2 separate regions of the Bombyx mori genome follow, and region 2 is linked to region 1. Evidence: chromatin contacts called from public Hi-C data. All regions are on one chromosome and are shown on one strand. The core of a region is the stretch at or near the end of the contact, and the rest is flanking DNA. Distances in the headings are between cores, read along the strand shown. Region 1 has its middle 31 kb from the start of PKG-I. Region 2 overlaps PKG-I (protein kinase, cGMP-dependent, type I).

Region 1 (4,155 bases), core at 724-3,223:
TAACGAAAACTAATATCTAACTTTATTATCAACCAGAGGAAGTTAAAAAAAGGAAAGAAATTACACAGAACTAGAACACGTTATATTTTAGTAAATTAACCAAAACTTCTAACAGAATGTTATGAAAGTAATTCTATAATTCTAATTACATTAACATGCAAAAGTTTTTTTAATTTATCAATTTAATAGAATACGTTTCTTCCTCGACAAAGTCAGCTGATGCTCATGAATATTGATATGCGCGAAATTAATGTGTGCTGCAAAACGAAACGACCATTTTAGTTTGTTAATAACAATACATAGTTTGTTGAGTCACGCATTCTATTTTCCTTTGGTTTTGTTTTGGCATGATTACGTTAGGTATATTATGTTGATGTAAACTACACAATGGCTCTAACATTCCGGCGCAATTATCGATACTAATAATATAAACGTGAGTTTATTTGTTACGGTTTCACATCTTAAAGAAAATTTAACGATGACCATGAACCTTTACATGCATTTGGTTAGAGGCACAGAAAAGGACATTGGGTACATTTATCCAGAAACATAACATACCTACTACTATTCCCCAACTCACTCTAACTGGCGCCATCTAGGCGGGCTTCGGATAGCCTGCCGACTGAGAGGGCTGATGGTCGTCGCGCCGACGACCACCGGTCCGGCGTCCCGAAGGGGAGGGTGATGGGAGAGATGTGCTCCGCACTAAACGCTTCACTTTCCCCCCTTTGTCTTTTCATGAGTTTTGTCTCATGCGAGGTTTGGACGTTGTTTGTTGAGCGACAGGAGGTTTTAGTCGGTTCGACTCCGTTATGCTCCGCCCGCCATCCCCAGTGGAGGGCGGAGGTCCGGCAATTTCCTTCTGACAAAAAAAAACTATTATTCCCCAGAGGTGGTTTTTTTAAAATATTAACATGAGTAAATCTTCGCTAAAAACTACATATTTAATGAATTGCTGACATGAATTCGGATTCTAATCAAATACTAGGTTTTAGCTTTTGTTCAGCTGCCTATTTATGCCGTGAAGCAGTAATGCGTTTCGGCTTGAAGACTGGGGCAGTAGTTATACTGTAAAAACGGAGACATTAGAACTCATCTTTCGAAGTGAGTGGCAGCATTTAGATTGTAGATGTCCACGGGCTCCGGTAACCACTCAACACCAGACGGGCCGTAAGCTCGTCCATTTATCTAAGCAATAAAAAAACATGCCAGAGGTCATTATGAAATAATAGTGTTTTTCATATCGAAATAAACCTTAGAAGACGCCTTCGTGGCATACCCGTAGTAGGTACACGAATCGTAAACTTTCCGTCGTGTTATTCGAATTGTTATTGAGCGATAAGGAGTTGAATATTTTCTTGTTAGTTGTCGACTCGGCTGCGTATGCTTAGCATACACGCCCAGTCTAAATGCAGAACGTTTGGTATTTGAAATTTTAGTCCAGTAATTTAGTTTCAAAATATGAATTAGGTAATTTTAGCACGTTCCGCATAGAATTTGCGTAAGATTGTTTGAATTAAAATACAAAAGGATTTGTATGTGCAGCTTGAAGTAACTAAATTCTAGAGAAAGAAGCATTCAAGTCATATTTAATCCGGTTCCCCATTTATTATTGTTTTTAATAGGTGCTTATTATCTACTTAATTAATTTTTAATTATTTTTAATAGGTGCTTGTTACCTACCTACTTAATTAATTAGTAATACATTACTTATGTAGGTACTAATAACTCGGTACTTCATTGTTTACGAGGTAATTGGAAATGCTTATAAAAATATATTCATAGACACCTGAATTAAATTATAATATAATAAGTTGTACATAAAGATTTTCGAACTGACAGGAATTTCCTTTTTTTTTTTTGGCAACCGATATAATAATCGTTATACAAAATCACAACATAATTAAATAGTGCCATCTATTAATATTTTTGAAGTTACATTATTGTTTTTGTTAATTTGCTATTCACCAATAGATGGCGGTTTGTGTAACGTTTTTTTATATAACGATAGATGGCGTTACGACTCTAAAACAACGATGTTCTATTAAGTTTTCTAGTTTGCTATAAAAATATTCACTTGAATATTGCTACAAATTACAACTGTAAAATAGAAATGAACAAGGTCGAATGTGACTAATGCAGAATGTGTCAGCTTCAAGAAATGAAATGCTCTATCTATCCAATAAATCTAATTTTGATGTTTCAGTCATCTTTAGGCACGTGTTACAATTATTACCTAAAGCTTTTTAGATATTATCCAAAATCAAACATTACCGCCATAAAGAACGTCAAACTATATGTATCAGTTTTGAAATTTCTATTTACTAAAAATATTCGAATCTGGAATAAAAATCAAAGACTTATAGCATTTCGATTTAAAATATGGTAACAAAAAGGTGACGAATTTATCATAATTATAATTCTGAAAAATATGGCGATTAACGAATACCTTTTATTTCTGTTAAACCAGATGTTGGATACTTTTTTTTAATATTTCTTAATTTTTTTATTACTGAAGTATTGTATGTAAAAAAAAAACTAAAACATGTAAAGCTACAGATAAGAGAAGCATCTATCAGTTTAAAGTATCCACTTATTGAAATTTTCCTTCGAAACAATACTGTTACAGATAACAGTCAATTACTTCACATTTAAATCATAAACAAACATATGAAAAAGTACTTTTAGATTTCCGTATAATGTTTATTCCTCGAAAATTTACTTAAGATATATCATTAGATGTCGCTTGCCTAACTTGTGCGCTTATCGTTCATTTCTCGATTCACAGAGTTGCCAGACTCGATGTGAATGCTTCAGATAACCAATTTTCTTTAACAGATTTCTTTGAAATATTTCCCGGATAAGATCTCTAATATGATGCTATTATGTTCCTGTTCTGTTTTTATTATTAATTATATTGAATGTTCGTTTTATTGTTCAATAATACTGTATAACAGATGATACCTGTGTGACGCATTATTTTGATTTTTTTAACGGAACAAATGCGTTTTTCTAAATGTGCGGCTTTTTTAAATATATATGTATATTTATTGCTTAGAATGGACGAGCTAATAGCCCACCTGGTGTTAAGTCGTTACTGGAGCCCATAGACATCTACAACGTAAATGCGCCACCCACCTTGAGATATAAGTTCTAAGGTCTCAAGTACCTATAGTTACAACGGCTGCCCCACCCTTCAAACCGGAACGCATTACTGCTTCAAACCGAAACACATTACGGCAGAAATAGACAGGGTGGTGGTACCTACCCGCGCGGACTCACAAGAGGTCCTACCACCTGTAATTACGCAAATTATAATTTTGTAATAAAATAATAAAAATAATAATCAGGTGAATATTAACATCATACCATTATTATACCATTCGACCGTGTGAATATTTTTCTTAGGGCAAGCCAGGGAGGCTTCTCATAGTTATAGCATCATACAGATTAGTCCATACTGAGTAATGAAGACGAATAACCATCGTCCAATATCATTATTTTTCATAAGAATTGGTCGCTCAGAAGGTGATGAATCCGCTGAGATTTCTTACTCAATATATCAACTCGACGGTAATCTAAGATAAAACGTTGACATAGAATAAGTTCAACATACAACCAAACCAAAAAAATATGTTTTTGTCAGGAGAAATTTCCAGCATTTTCGTTTCCCTGAATTGGCAACCGTACAGTTTGTTAGCTGCATCGCATCTCGTAGACTACGGCCAGCAAATATTATATGTCCACACGTCTCTCCTCTGTCTTCCGCTATCAATTTAAATTTATTGTGAACTAGACTAGATCACGCGCTCCCGCCTCTGTGACATCCGATAAAAAAAAAACTAGTGCCGCAATCAGTGCCGATAAAGAGATTAATCGATTGGCGAAATCAGTGAATACATGAATATAGTGTTGTGACGTTTGACGATATTGATAAAATATTGTTAGATTTATATCGATTGGTAAGTGCGGTTATTTTAGGTATTGTATTGTCGAAAAGCATACAAGAGTATATCGAATAAAGTATTACGATAAGTACAATTGCCACCGTTCGGGTGTTTTGCTTAGTGATACAAACATCGATAAAACAGATGTCCGCATTTTCAAAATTATTGATTTTCATAATAATAAATTCAATATGATATTAATTTCAAG
Region 2 (4,155 bases), core at 788-3,287, 81 kb after region 1:
AAAATACCGAAAAGCCACAGGTTTGTTACATACACGACAAGCAACCTTTTATTTGTCTGCATCACACGAATTAAGAATCCAAACTAGTTGGACCTCTTGTTGTAATAATAAATCTCGCATTTGCATCTCACGTAATTTAAACAGGCAGGTCACGAACTTCACGAACGCATTCCTCTATGTCGCCACCATCCTTGTATGTGGTTATTGTCTGGGCAGATCTAATTTATCGCTTTAGTCATCCATCGATCAGTCAAGGTGGCGACTGAATTTCTTCTAAGAACAGGCATTAGCAATGGCTGCATTGGTCCGAGGTCGACATGTGTTAGCCGGTGTGCCTTCGAATGGACCCATTTGGTATAATTACGTTCGAACTTTATGCGATGCCTGTCCTCGCCATCGGCTGTGTCGTGATAAAGCTTATGATTTCGAACGAAATCCATTTTTTCATTGTCACGTTGAAAATGTAGGGCTTTCGTTTTGTTAATACATAAGAAGTGTAAAATTTAATTGGCTTCAGAGCGGATTGTGTGTGGCTATTTAGACAAATTAAAATTAAGAATGGAAAAAAATTGTCTGAAGTTGTATCCTAGAATTTGCTTTTCATTATCAGCTATAGAATCGCGTACCAGCTAATACTGGTTGAGTCCATCTATAGCTTTAAAACTTTAGCAGGTTCAGTAGATGTAGATTATAGGCAATATAAATCACTACACACATAACTTATGGTCTGTTAAGGTATTTAAATACAAATTACACTACGCTGCAGTTACAGACGGCGCGTTATGACCCTAATTTACTGTAATATTTCAAAGGTTACTGTCATAATACAGACAGATTATGTCGTTAGGAACAATACCTTGAGGTTCGCAAGACATTTATTGTTTCCTTAATAACATCGTGATAAAGTGCTCGTATTTCTCTTTAAGCTTTATTTAAGATATGTCGGGTATTTTTTAGAGTTATAACTGATACTGATGGACATGTGTATGTGTAGAAATAGAACTTTCCCAAAAAAAAAACGCTAGCTATGAAACTGTATACCTAGTGTATTAGAAACTTTTTCGAAGCCGTAATGCGAATAAACTACTAGTCTAAAGTAAACAAAAAGGGTTGTACACTTTCCAACTTAAAAAAATAAATAGATTTAGATTTTAGAACGAGAAATCTTAATCTTATAATGTTTGGTATAACCAATAACAAATTTACTGTGTAATTTATTATTACTGTGATCGCTTCTGGTAAAATATCAAATACGCCACTCCGTTCACTTGCAGTTTCTTTTATTGTTCCCACATCAAGTGTACTAATAGTAACTTCCTTCCTTGGAAATTTATTTTGTACCTAACTGTCCCGATCTTTTATAGCTCAAGCACTGGTCGCATGTAGTATTTTGCCAACGATATGTCCTATTTTATTAGCCAATATTAGGAGAAATTGAATCTTGCTCATATACGTTGAGTCTTCCTCATATATACATGCTTGAAACCGTTTGTCTAGTATCTACTGCATGTTAGACAGGTATTTATCTGTATTAATCTTTTTACTATGTTATAACTAAGGCATTGAACATGATTCTTAGATTTTGTGAAACTAGTCATTCTTCGTGAATAGGTTGATAAATAACCATAATTTTCTTGGCAAGGACAAAGCGACAATGCCAGAGCTGTGTAAGTAAAGGTTGTTTCTAAGAACTTACTAATGGCGTGTACTTGTTACTTGCAGATCTCGCGAGCTGATTAAGACTGCGATCCTCGACAACGACTTCATGAAGAATCTAGAAATGACACAGATCAGAGAAATAGTGGATTGCATGTATCCCGTCGAATATGCAGCCGGCAGCATTATTATCAAAGAAGGCGACGTTGGAAGCATAGTTTATGTTATGGAAGGTAAGTGTAGATATTTAATCGTTACTATAAAAAGCATTTCGCATGTTAATCGCGAATAAATTGATTTGAAACGGTTTTCGCTTTATTGAAAAGAGCGCCATCTATTATCGAATAGCAATACAGCGCCCGCCAACTATTGATAAAGTTCACTTCTACTACATGCATATAAATTTCAACAGATGGCGCTTTAGCAGAAATTTAAAAGTGCTTTTACAGTTTGCGTCTTTTCAAAATTTCTGCCCATCACTATTATAGTTAAATTAAAGATCTAATTTTTTTTACTTAACTTTTTATTTTTAAGTAAAAAAATATTTAAACTTTAATTAAAACCTATATACACATCAGTTACACGTGTGTTATATTTACAAGAAGTAAATAATTTAAAATCAGAAATGCTTGGAATTACATTTATTTATTTATTTTTTTATTGCTTAGATGGGTGGACGAGCTCTCAGCCCACCTTGTGTTAAGTGGTTACTGGAGCCCATAGACATCTACAACGTAAATGCGCCACCCACCTTGAGATATCAGTTCTAAGGTCTCAGTATAGTTACAACGGCTGCCCCACCCTTCAAACCGAAACGCATTGCTGCTTCACGGCAGAAATAGCCGAGGCGGTGGTACCTACCCGCGCGGACTCACAAGAGGTCCTACCACCATACGAGCATAGTACCTATATTTTATTACCAACTATTACTACAAGAGACTATTCGTAGTTTTTGCTTAATTTAATCCTTACTCTATGTACTAATTGTGTCAACAATGAAATGCAAATACGATATAAAATAAACGAAGTCACTATAAAAACTAAGCAAGAAGACTACCTTTATGGCTTACACTTAGCCTAAAGAAAAGCGATACGTAAGTTTTCCACTTTCTCTAACGACGAATAGGGAAAGTCGGCCTAGAAGCTAGCTCAGGAGCTGCCGTTTATGTTATTTGCCAATTAACTTAATAATAATTATCTTACATACATAGGTGTATGTGAAAATGATGTTTTTATTCCAATGGAATAATTTTTATCCGTTTTCTATAACAATAATAGACCAACTAAATAATAAACATGGTGAGGCAGTGAAAAATGTCCTTTAAAAATCATATCTGTTGGTGATGATAGACTATCAGAATGAAAAAAATGCTATTTTCAAAAAGTTTCGTAGATAAATTAATATTTGTTTTCACGCATAATAATTATTAAAAATAAGTTTTCATGTCGAATAAATTGGTATCGGCAAAACTCTTTCGGCCACGAAACAAAAAAAATCAATTGACAAACAGATGAGAAAATTGTACTTACCCTGTTTGTCTGTATGTATTAATATATTATGTAAAGGTATTTATTGTAAGATACAGACCGCTATCGGGCTTAGCCATACGTTTACCTTATTTATAGTGCCACCACTTTACCGTCCAGCTTGTTACTACTCTAAAGAAATCTTGTCTTCTAATTTTAAGACAAGTGTTTTCAACGTCGCCCTAATACAGTTCAGATTTGGACATAACATTTATTTATGTTGTTAGAACAAAAAAATCCTGGAAAAGCCTATTTAATTATTTAAATCGTTAAATTGCTTCGTTATTCCAGTGACGGCTTTTTTTTCCTACCTAAGCTGATAGCCTTGAGAGGCTATTTCAGCGTAACCTTAACTAGAAGGTGAGCTCACGGGGCTCAAACCTGACGACCTTGCTAACACGAACCCCAGCAAGAGCCGTGCTTCGCTGAATCTACCACCGGATCGGAAACGCGACCCACTGTGAAGATCCGGCGAGAAACTCAGTGGGCTGTGTCTGAGTGACGGCATCAAATGTAATTTTTGTACTAATGGGTGCGGCAACAGAATCATAATCCAATCGTAAATATAATTATGTTACATAATAACGATAATTATGGCTTTATTATGCAGGTTATTACACAGTTACAACTGACCTGGCTCATAAATCCGTGTTTGCCAATAAACATTATATTTTTTAAAGGATTCTGACTTTCGCGTTTAGAGATCAAAGATTAATTATTCGGTTGCTTCAAAATATTTAGTTCCTATTCTTGTCCCTGTTTTTGGTGCAAGTGTCAGACGGCTTGTATACTTATGTCTAGGTATGTACAACAGTAATTAAAGCCAGTTGATCATTTTCACTGATTCTGGGGTGCATGTGTATTGAAATTGCTTCACTACCTTCCTGCCTATTTCTGTTGCGAAGCGATTCCACATTCCTGTTTTAGAAGTGGAACAGCAACATAATGCACGGTCCGACTTAATGTCTCTAG

Evidence for each region. Hi-C and Micro-C count contacts between places; a contact is called where the count stands out from the background.
Region 2: a contact with region 1 is called in a Hi-C map of middle silk gland, with 3 times the contacts expected there. The contact joins two enhancer-like sites. A contact is called at or near these places in 2 of 7 Hi-C or Micro-C datasets (middle silk gland and whole pupa).

The regions. Positions count from the first base shown.
Region 1 is chr3:6,224,793-6,228,947 of ASM3026992v2, forward strand. No RefSeq gene overlaps it. Among protein-coding and RNA genes, the nearest start is that of PKG-I, 31 kb to the right of the region's middle. Within about 2 kb of position 1,974, at least 4 of the 8 cell types and tissues checked have open chromatin away from gene starts, as enhancers often do.
Region 2 is chr3:6,305,879-6,310,033 of ASM3026992v2, forward strand. It overlaps PKG-I (protein kinase, cGMP-dependent, type I), which reads left to right. Exons shown (of 11, transcript NM_001043586.1): 2 at 1,723-1,889. Among protein-coding and RNA genes, the nearest start is that of PKG-I, 50 kb to the left of the region's middle. Within about 2 kb of position 2,038, at least 3 of the 8 cell types and tissues checked have open chromatin away from gene starts, as enhancers often do.